2 separate regions of the Sus scrofa genome follow, and region 1 is linked to region 2. A link is a contact called in public HiChIP or PLAC-seq data. All regions are on one chromosome and are shown on one strand. The core of a region is the stretch at or near the end of the contact, and the rest is flanking DNA. Distances in the headings are between cores, read along the strand shown.

Region 1 (5,227 bases), core at 966-3,465, 63 kb after region 2:
AAGATTGGCCTTTCTAATTGGATATGGGTGTTGTCCCAGTCTTTTCAGGCACATTTACCTTGAGGGGTGTCTAGTCTAATATAGAGAGCTAACACAATTACCTCTGTCCCCCCTTGGTTCAGCTTAATTCAAGGAGAAAACATTTTCTGACTATGGCCCCTGAATCCTGGGATGTGCCTTGCAGGACACTAATGTCAGCATTGCTGGTTTGGGAAGAGTAGAAAGACCAGTCTTTCTTGGCTTTTGAGGGCTAGCTGGTTTCAGTAAACTGGGACGAAAGTGTGAAAGACCAGCCTGATCTGCCTTTTTTTCTTCCTAGAGCCAACTCACTTGGAGAACTTGAGTTCCCCCAACCTGACTTCTTCCCTTATGGCTTGTGGACTACACCTTACAAGGTTTTTTGTGAAGCTTAAATAAGAACACATGTGGAAAGTATTTTGAAACTTGCCAGACGTATATGGCTGGCAGCTATTGTCAGTTTTTCCATGAAAAGCGTCTTTTAGAAGTTAGAGGGTTTTCTCTGGCTATGAAAAAGATTTGTTATTAGAGTTTGTCTCCAGTATGAAGACAGGAGCTATTATCAATGTGGTTTGTAGTTGACTGCTGGTAAGTAAAAATTTGCAATAACTTATGAAGGAAATATATAACATGACCCTTAATATTCATATTCAGTTTGCAAGTTTCAAGAAGGCAGACCTGAACGTTCAGGATCAAGCCCTGATGTTGAACTTTCATCAGGGTCCCTAGGTGAAAAGTAGGAAAAGAATACCTGTAGGCAAAAGACCCTGGCTCAAACTCTTTTTACATTCCTTCGATGCTTGGGCAGGCCTGTCGGTATTTTGGACAGGAATAAGGGTCAATCAACAAAAAGGGTCTTACTATGTGCCAGCCACCTGTGTTACAATCATGTTTCTTCAGGCTCCTTCTCAGGGAGTCTCCATTATACCTCCTCTGTATTGCTAAAAGTCTTCTGACCCTGAGAATGTGCCACATGACTACTCTGTCATCTTCTTAGTCACTCCCTTGGTTATTCTGCCAGTCTGGCTTGAGCCACTCATCAGGTCTTGCTTCCTGAGCTTTTCAGGAACCTCAGTATAATAGGCACATGGTCTAAACTTAAGGAGGGCAAATCTTAGCAGACATTTCCAAATGCGGCAAACAAAAGAAAACAAAACCCCCAAACCGTTGAGCCATTACATGAAAGCAATAGCCCTTCAGAGCTGACATTTTCAACCTTGCTTATTATGGTAAGTAGATACTAAGAGGTAAAGTGATTTGACCAGGAACCTATCCCACACGTCAAAGGTTAGGTCACTGCTACAGTGCACAGGAGAGATGGTGATATGATTGAATAGATCTGGTAAAAATAATCGGTGGTGGCGGCAAGCAGCCTTGACTCCTCCCCCCTGCATTTTTCTTCTGTATCTTTTTTTAAAAATAGTCGTATTTCTGAGACAAAGGCAACTCAACCTAACTCAGTATTTCCTGGAATTGTCGGATACTAAGAATTGCCGAAGCGTATTTGTTAGACACATTGCCCGGGCCCTCTATCTATAGGTCTAGGACAGGACCTGGGAATGTGTATTTTACAGTCACCGTGAGCGCTTCTTACAAGTTAGGGCGTTTTAATAAAAAGGGTTCAAATTTTAAGTTAAAAGAAAACAAATTAGGGTGTTTTAATAAAAGTAATTCAAGATAACGTTTTACGGCAACATCCACCCCCCACCATGTAAAAAAAACTTGCCCTTGGTATGCCAAAGTAGCTGCCTTATATAGAAATGTCCTTTTTTCGTTCCTTGTTCCTTATGTCTTAATTGTTACCGTCCCTAACATACAGCTCCGGTCCCAGCGCGGAGCCGGTTCTACTGGAGCGGGGCGGGTCCTGGGCCACGTCCCTGTCCAGCCTTCAGCTGCAGGTTCCGTGCCGCGCTCCCATTGGCTGGAAGTTCCCTCCTCCGGAGCCCGAGCTGCTCCTACTCGCCACGCCAGCCCAGCCGACTCCGGACCGCCCTGGGGGCGGGGCCGAAAGGACGGGGCGGGGCCTCGTGGCGTTGGGGGCAACCAGGTGGCCTATGGCGCCTGAGGGAGTCCCACGCCTCGCACAGCGAGGCCGGGCCGGGGCCGGGCCAATCCGGGCGACTGGGCGGGCGAATGCGGGGCCTGGCCGGCTGGGCCCGGAATGCTGGGGGTGGGGGACAATGGGCCAGTTCCTGGTGCGTCACGGGGAAGTTCCTTAAAGGGGAAGTGAGCGGGGCTACGAGGCGGACGTGGGGTGCGGTGGTCGGCGGGGAAGGTCCCCAGCGTTTTAAAATAATGCCCGCGGCGCCCGCGCGACCATGCAATGGCGAGCGCTCGTCCTGGGGCTGGTGCTCCTCCGGCTTGGCCTCCATGGAGTGCTGTGGCTTGTCTTCGGGCTGGGGCCCAGCATGGGCTTCTACCAGCGCTTCCCGCTCAGCTTCGGCTTCCACCGCCTGAGGGGCTCCGACGGCCCCGCGTCTCTTGCCTCGGGGCCCGCGGGCAGGCCGGGGACGCCTGGGGGGCCGTCGTGGCTGCAGCCGCCGGTTCCCGCGGCGGCGGCGGCGGCAGCGTCTGCGGGGCGGCGGCGGGCTCCGCGGCGGCCAGGGCCGGGTGTGTGTGGCCCGGCCCACTGGGGCTACGTGCTGGGCGGCCGGGACCGCGGCCGGGACGAGTACGAGAAGCGCTACAGTGGTGCCTTCCCGCCTCAGCTGCGCGCACAGATGCGCGACCTGGCGCGAGGCATGTTCGTCTTCGGCTACGACAATTACATGGCGCACGCCTTTCCCCAGGACGAGCTCAACCCCATCCACTGCCGCGGCCGAGGGCCGGACCGCGGGGACCCGTGAGTACCCCGCGCCGGCCGGACGCCCGGGACCGCTCACCGCACGCACTTCCTTCCGACCCCGGGGGTGGGTGCTGCCGTCCGTCCTCTGGGTCCCCCTAAGGGTGCCGGGGTGTTTAGGGTGATGGGGGCTTGGGGGTAAGTGGAAGGGCCGATGTCTGCCCTCTGTCCTGATTCTTCCGGAATCCGAGTTACTGGACTGCTGTCTGCGCAATCTCTTTTACAGATGGGAAAACTGAGGCTCAGAGAACAGAGGGCACAGTAGCAGTACCAAGGGGTGACTTGGGGGGACCTTAAACTCCCATCTTCACCCTTTCTCCAGGTGAACATAAAATCAAGATGAAATCCCTTGTAAATGTAGCTTCAGAACTAGCCCTTACCTTCCCCCACCTAGCCTACTCCCCACTTTTCTGTATAGAAATATATAAATTCAGAAGTTGATCCCGGGAAGGGACTTCTAAAGCCAGGCAGTGAATCTGAGGCAGAGCAGGGCTACAATCTTTCTCCTTCATCACAGAGGCTGCTTTTTAGGCTGAGGATGGTTAGGTGGAAGGGAGGGAGGCTGTGAGGCCTACATTTGGGTTCCTGATGCTCAGGATGGGATTCCTTTGCCTTACTGTAGGGTCTGTCCTGCAGGTTCTCCCCGGTCTGGTGGCAGGGCTGTCAGGAAAGGTGGACCAGTCCTGTCCTTGGATCAGGCTTGTTTGCAGAGTGAGCTTCAAGGGTCATTGCTGTTGACTTCAGAGTCCAAGAGGACAGCACACCCAGCTGAGGACCTCCTGGCTGGAGGGAACCGGTGTGCTCTGACTGACCCTGATGGCTGGATAGGTGACTGTCTTCCCCTGGGTTCCTCCTCTCAGGCGGGAGTGGAGGAGTCCGTTGCTTGGCCCCTTTTGACAGTGAGCCCTGTGTTTTCCTTCACCTGGTGAAAAGCAGCAAAGGCCACTTCTCAGGTTCTAAAAAGGAAGCCCATAGAGTAAAGGAGGCAGAAGAGCTTTAAAAATGGTTTTATTATCTACAAACTCATGTCATAAATTTCAATTTGAGAGCATGAGGGCACAGGGCAGGTTAACTTAAAAGGACTGGGTCTTTCTAAAATTGTAGGAAACTGTTGAGGTACTTTTCGTGTTTCACTTTACGTGTAAAGGTTGATATAGTTTAAATGTATAACTGGCCATATGTATAAATATATTTTCAATCAATTTTTTTGAGAAAAATTTTTATTAAATTTTGGAAAAAATTACTGGGCCTTTTCATATTGTATGAAATTGAGTTGTTTTCCCTAATTAGCTTAACTATACCAGACTTTATACCCATGTGTTTTCTTTCTTTCTTTTTTTTTTTTTGTCTTTTTGCCTTTTTGCCTTTTCTAGGGCCTCTCCCGCAGCACCAGGTGTTTTCTTTTGATCTCAGTTTTTTGGGGAAAAAAGTTAAAATTAAAAAAAAAAAAAAAAGCCTAAAATCCCACCAGGCAGTTATTTTTAATTTATTTTTCCTGCCAACTCCTGCCCAGATGCCTGCACACTTTTAATGTAGTTGAAATCAAAGTGTGTGTACGTATTTCGGATCTTAATTTTATTTTCTCACCAGTGCTCATGGTACTGCAAGAGCAAACACACTGAGTTGTTCTCCCTCACAGATTTTTTTCTCAGGCTTCCTTTTATGGCATAGACCTAAGGAGAACCATTTAAGGAGGACTTGTGATAACACTTTCTATTGAGAATATGATGGTCTGGGAGTGAGTTTATGACATTTTAATGCTTTTCCTAATAAACTTTGAGAACTCTCTGCAGAGTTGGAGCCTCCCTCCAGCAGGGTGAGGTGGCCCTGGCTAGCTTGCTGGGGCCCTGTGGTAGTTGCTGGTGGGGCTTTGCTTCAGGATGATGACTGCTGAGGTGTGGTTTGGTTTGACTGTTAAGTGACAATCTTGGTAAGTTGAGGTCAGGGTGCTTTGAGCAGATATGCTGCTGTTGGAAAGTTGGAAGTGGAAAGACTGAGGCGATGCATTTGGAAAGGGTTGTGCCCACAGGTAATAATCACCCTTGTGGCTGGTAAACCTTGGTGTCTTTCAGAAGGTAAAAGAACTCTGGGGTTATAGCGGCCTTGACTAGATCCTCATAGTGGCCACTTGAAAAGACTGGAAAGTTAATTTTTCTTGCTCCTTTTCCTTTAACTTAATTCCTCTCAGACTTCAGTATTTTCAAGGCAAGTTTAGAACCAGAGTTTTGTCATTCTGGCACACTTACGTCCCCTGAAATAAGCAACCAGTAATGAAAATTCTTTCAGATATTTATTTATTTATTTCGCTTCTTTGGGCTGCACCCACTGCATATGGAGGTTCCCAGGCTAGGGGTCCAATTGGAGTTA
Region 2 (5,150 bases), core at 306-2,805:
GGAGTTCCCATGGTGGCTCAGTGGTTAACGAATCCAACTAGGAACCATGAGGTTGCGGGTTCAATCACTGGCTTTGCTCAGTGGGTTAAGGATCTGCATTGCCGTGAGCTGTGGTATAGGTCGCAGATGTGGCTGGGATCCTGCATTGCTGTGGCTCTGGTGTAGGCTGGCAGCTACAGCTCCGATTAGACCCCTAGCCTGGGAACCTCTATATGCCGCACGTATGGCCCTAAAAAGACAAAAAAAAGAAAAAAATTATTTTATTTTTTATTGAAGTACAGTTGATTTACAAGAATCTGAATAATATATATATACACATACATATGTATATATATAAAACTGAATCACTTTGTTGTATGCATGGTATTATATCTTTTACTTATCTGGAATGTAAGCTCCTCAGGGAAGGAATTTTCTTTTAATTTGAAAGCCTTGCAGATATTTTAATGTAATTTTTAATTAAATTAAACTTTTGAACAGGCAACTCATTTACATGGTTGAAAGTGAAAACTATATAAAAGATATTCAGAGACTTCTCATTCCATTCCTGCCTATGACCATCCAGTTTCCCCTTCCCCCCATAAAATCATTTTTATTAGTTTTTGAATATTTCTTTATGCAAAGATATATGTATTTGTACATATACATGTATATTGTTGTTTTTCATCTTATACCCAAAGTGTCATTTAATATATAGTTGACATCTTGCATTCATGTTCCTTTAAAATATTTCCTGGACATTATTTCTTATCAGTTTATACAGAACTTTCTCATTCTTTTTAAATTTTTATTATTTATTTATTGATAGGCAAGAAATAGATTTACTATGATATGACGCTTGTGGGAGGTACAAACGGGCAGGCAAGGAAGCACTGCTTATCATTCTTTTTTTTTTTTTTTTTTTTTTGCTTTTTAGGGCTGCACCTGTGACATATGGAGGTTCCGAGTCTAGGGGTTGAATCGGAGCTGTAGCTGCGGGCCTCTGCCACAGCAACGCAACACAGGCTCCCAACCAAGTCTACAACTTACACCACAGCTCACAGCAACACCAGATCCTTAAATCTCTGAGCAAGGCCATGGATCCAACCCGCAACCTCATGGTTCCTAGTCGGATTTGTTTCCACTGCGCCATGACGCGAAGTCCTCATTTTTATTTTTTTTTTAATAGCTGTTAAATTAGTCCCTTTTGAGAACTTACCAGAGTTTATTTAATCACTTCCCTACTGATAAACACTTGTGGCTTCCATCTTTTGCTCTGTAGGACAGGGATTTTCGTGTTGAATCCTCCAAAGTCGTGAAGTCTTTCTGCATGTAGCTAACTGTAAATAAACAATCACAGAGAGAATGAGTGGTGAATTGACCTGCATTAATTAGCTAAGGAGGGTGGTAGAAAGGGAGCCCAAGGCCGGAGGGCGTTGCTGCGCGGAGGTCTCAGCAGGTGGCGCTGCAGGCGGCGCACGCGCCTGGCCTTGCGGGCCCCGCCGCTCTTGCCGTGTATGCCTACAGCGGCGCCGGGACGCGCGTTGGGGGTAGGGCGAGTCATATGACCTGCTCGGCTTCCTGGCTTCTGCTGTCGCCGCCCGCCTGTGTCCGCCAGCGTCGCGCCGGGGCCCCGAGGAGCCGTTGCGGGGGGTCCGGGCCAAGGCCCGCTCGTGTGGAGTTCGTCGCCGCAGCTGCCCACCCGCTTGCCCATCAGTCTTCCCTCCCGACCGCCATCATGCTGGCGCTCATCTCCCGCCTGCTGGACTGGTTCCGCTCGCTCTTTTGGAAGGAGGAGATGGAGCTGACGCTCGTGGGGCTGCAGTACTCGGGCAAGACCACTTTCGTCAATGTCATCGCGGTGAGTGCTCTTGCTAACCCGCCCGGGGCGCAGAAGCCCGCGAGTCCGCCCGGCAGCCGCCCAAGGGCCTGTCCTGGGGTCCCCTCCGCGCGGCGGAGCTCTAGGTAATGTGGGGCGGCGGGGGGGTGGGGTGCGGTGCAGCGCACGCCGTGCCTGTCACCTCCCCGAGGGCCAAGATTTAGAGTTTTCCCGCGTGTTGGTAGATGAAGTGGAGTGTTGGGGTCGGCAGCTGAAGGGTTAATTCCATTTGGTCATCTTCGAAGCGTCGCGTCCTCATCGGCGCCTGGGCTTGGAAAGGTTAGAATTGGACTTGTGTTTAAGGCGCTTTGGGGGATGGGGGTTTCCTTAGGGTTTGATCTGTAGGGGCGGCGGAAGGGTTAACTCCAGCTTGTCACTTTCCCGAAGGGTGGGATGTGGCGAGTTTCGCTGTTCCGTGAGAAGGCATGCATACAAATTGAGATCCTTTCTCAACTAGCCACTCGGGACGAGGAGCCCCATTGTGAGGAACGCGCGGGACCAGTGTGGGCTTCTTCCTGAATTCTGTGGGCAGCCCGTCCCCTGTAATTCGGTTACTGGCTTTCACCGGTTCCCCTAGGGGCCAAGATCCAGTTGATTGCGCTGCGCTGGCGGGTGGAAGCTGGGGAGAGACATTTCCCAGTGGTGGACAGCTTTTATTTTATTTATCATTTATTTCTAAATTGAAGTACAGTTGACTTACAAGTGTACAGCTTTTATTAAATCAAGGAGTTGGGGGAATCTCTGCTTTTCTAGAGTTCTCACGTACGGGATAAGACGGATCTGCAGGCAGCGTAAAGTTAACTACTTTGAAAAAGAGGAGTTGGTGTTTTGTGATGGTGTTTCTTAACTGAAGAGAGAGAAAGGGACTGGATGGGAACAGAGTTTATTCGACGCCCAGGGAATGGGTATCTGGGAGGGGAAATTGCCCTGCGAACCTCTATACTATGTGGTGTTTGTTCAGCAGTGGTTGAGGGGAAAGAGGATGATTAAATTTTGCCTGTTTGGTTGGCTGGGGAAGGAATAAGCGCGACAGAGTCTCCTCAATCTTTATTTAGAGCCCAGGAGTTCCTGTGACTCAGTCTTCGCTGATAGGGGCTTGTGCTTGTCTGGGATGAACTTTAGAGCCATTTCAAAGAGAGATGGCAGTAGTTCCTCCACCCTTTAGCTGATGGGTGCAATCCTTATTTAATAGGAGACTAGCTGTCCAACTGGTTTGGTTACAGGAATGATTCAAGTATACCTCCGTTGTTGGAGAACACACCAGCTTGTGTAACTTGTGATCTTAGTCCTTGCAGTTTTAGAGCAACAGGAATGAATAAGACTTGGAGAGATAGAGATTAGCAGAAATACAAACTTCCTTTGAGGAATGTTGCATATAAAAATAAAAAAAGAACATTTGCTACTTGTTTGGCTCTTTTTGGTGGGGGTATCTTGAGATGACTTTCTTTTTAACAGGCCAAGAAAAATGGAATGTGTATTTGATACCACTAAAAACTAATAACGAAAAACTTCGGGCTAAGTGTCCATATTCAAACTTTTATGTGATATAGAAAAGATCAGCTTGAATGCAGTTGAGCTCATTTAGCTGTAAATTTTCTGATAGTCCTTTGAGATAAGAATTGGCATCTCCTTGAAATCCTATCTTTTTGACAAGACTGAAGTAATTTGTAGTGTAGATAGGTGTGTTACTACAATTGCATTTATTACAGAGAAGTAGTTGTGCTTGGGAAACCTAAAGTTTAGTAAATCTTTGAGAAAGTTCGAAAGACAGTAGCATACCTTCCCTGCTGATGTATTTAGTAGACATTGTAGCTTATTGTAATGAGCATGACCTTTGAAGTAAAACAATCCTGGGTCCACATTCTGGCTTTGCCACTTAGCAGCATTGTATCCTCTTTCAGTCCTGCTTTCTCATCTATTAAGAGGAGATAATAGGTTTCTTACAGAGTTGCTGTGAGTACTTGAATGACAGATGTTAAATGACTAGCACCATGCCTGCTCATAGAAGGGGCTAAGTAAATGGTAATGCTATTGTTATTTGTAGTGGTTACACGCGTTTAATGCAGGAACAATATTTTGGAAAATATTCAGAAGGGAATTAGCTGTGGTCATGTCCTTCTTTGAATTTGTGTATGTATAACCAGATGTGGACTGCCATAGGGGCTTCGTAGATTGTGGCAAATAATCACTTCATGTCTTCCCCCTCCCCCCTTTATTGCTTTAGATTATTTTAACATCTGGAACTCAAAGGGAGCTATTATTTTAACGTTAGTGTAGTCTTTTTGAATGATGATGAGGGTAGGTTCTGTTAAAAAAAATTGGGACTGTAATTGCTTGTGGGCTTTAGGATGCTGAAAAAGAACTCAGTAAATTTCATACCTCTTTTTTTAAACCTCAGACTTTAATCTGTGATTCTTATGGAATATATGGATGGTGAGGAAAAAGTAATTAAAGTTTACAGAGATTTAGATAGAAACAATGTGTCCAAAGTAGTAAATTTATCATTATCTTAAAAAAAATTACTGCACCATTCTTTGTTTAAAGTGTTTGTTTAAACTCAGAAATTCAGACATGTTGAACACATTGTGTCACTTTAGAAAACTGGCCATTTATTTCTCAAATTCAACAAGTGACTTCCCCGATGTAAAAAGCTTCAAATGAAGCCCGGTTTTTAGATAAAAATCAACTTTTTTTTTTTTTTTGTAAACATCAAATTAAAATGTGGCTATGTTTTTCTGAATTTAAAGTTAAGAAAACTTTAATGTCATTTAACTTACTCAAAAGGTTTGCAAAGCTGAATTATTTATATGTAGTGTTTGGTCCAGTCTGAAATTAGACAGTTTGCTTACAGAGTTTCAGTCTTAAAATTCATATGCTTAATGTGCTTATGGTTTAAAACCTGAAATGATACTTCATGTTCAGGTTTTAAAGGACCTTGATAGCAAGTGCATCTTAAGCATATTGACTAACATTTGGAAGTTCTACGCACACACACTGTTGTGTATATGTGTGTGTATATTTGAGGATGTGAATTAGAGGAAAGTATGATAATACTGTACATAGAGACACTTAACATACATAGATTTGAACATTAAAAAAACACTTCTAGTTTAAAAAATTTTTTGTTAGTGTTAGGGAATGAAATACTGCCAATTGCTAAGTACTATGACTGTTATTGCATAATAAATCATGTGTCTTGTGCGTGTAATGTATGTTGAGTAATCTTTATTTTTAACTGAGACTCTTTGATGGATTATAGGATAGTTAGGAAGAAATGTTTAATATGATTTAC

The links. HiChIP or PLAC-seq counts read pairs in DNA pulled down with a chosen protein or histone mark.
Region 1: an H3K27ac HiChIP or PLAC-seq map of alveolar macrophages shows a contact between it and region 2. The contact joins the promoter of EDEM1 here to the promoter of ARL8B in region 2. A contact is called at or near these places in 2 of 5 promoter capture datasets (fetal liver and liver), 23 of 47 Hi-C or Micro-C datasets (alveolar macrophages, blood, embryonic fibroblasts and 12 more) and 2 of 2 datasets of contacts at active chromatin or transcription factors (alveolar macrophages and skeletal muscle).

The regions. Positions count from the first base shown.
Region 1 is chr13:61,701,386-61,706,612 of Sscrofa11.1, forward strand. EDEM1 (ER degradation-enhancing alpha-mannosidase-like protein 1) reads left to right here and starts at 2,216. Exons shown (of 11, transcript XM_021069286.1): 1 at 2,216-2,860. The coding sequence starts at 2,342.
Region 2 is chr13:61,639,128-61,644,277 of Sscrofa11.1, forward strand. ARL8B (ADP ribosylation factor like GTPase 8B) reads left to right here and starts at 1,556. Exons shown (of 8, transcript NM_001252214.1): 1 at 1,556-1,840. The coding sequence starts at 1,718.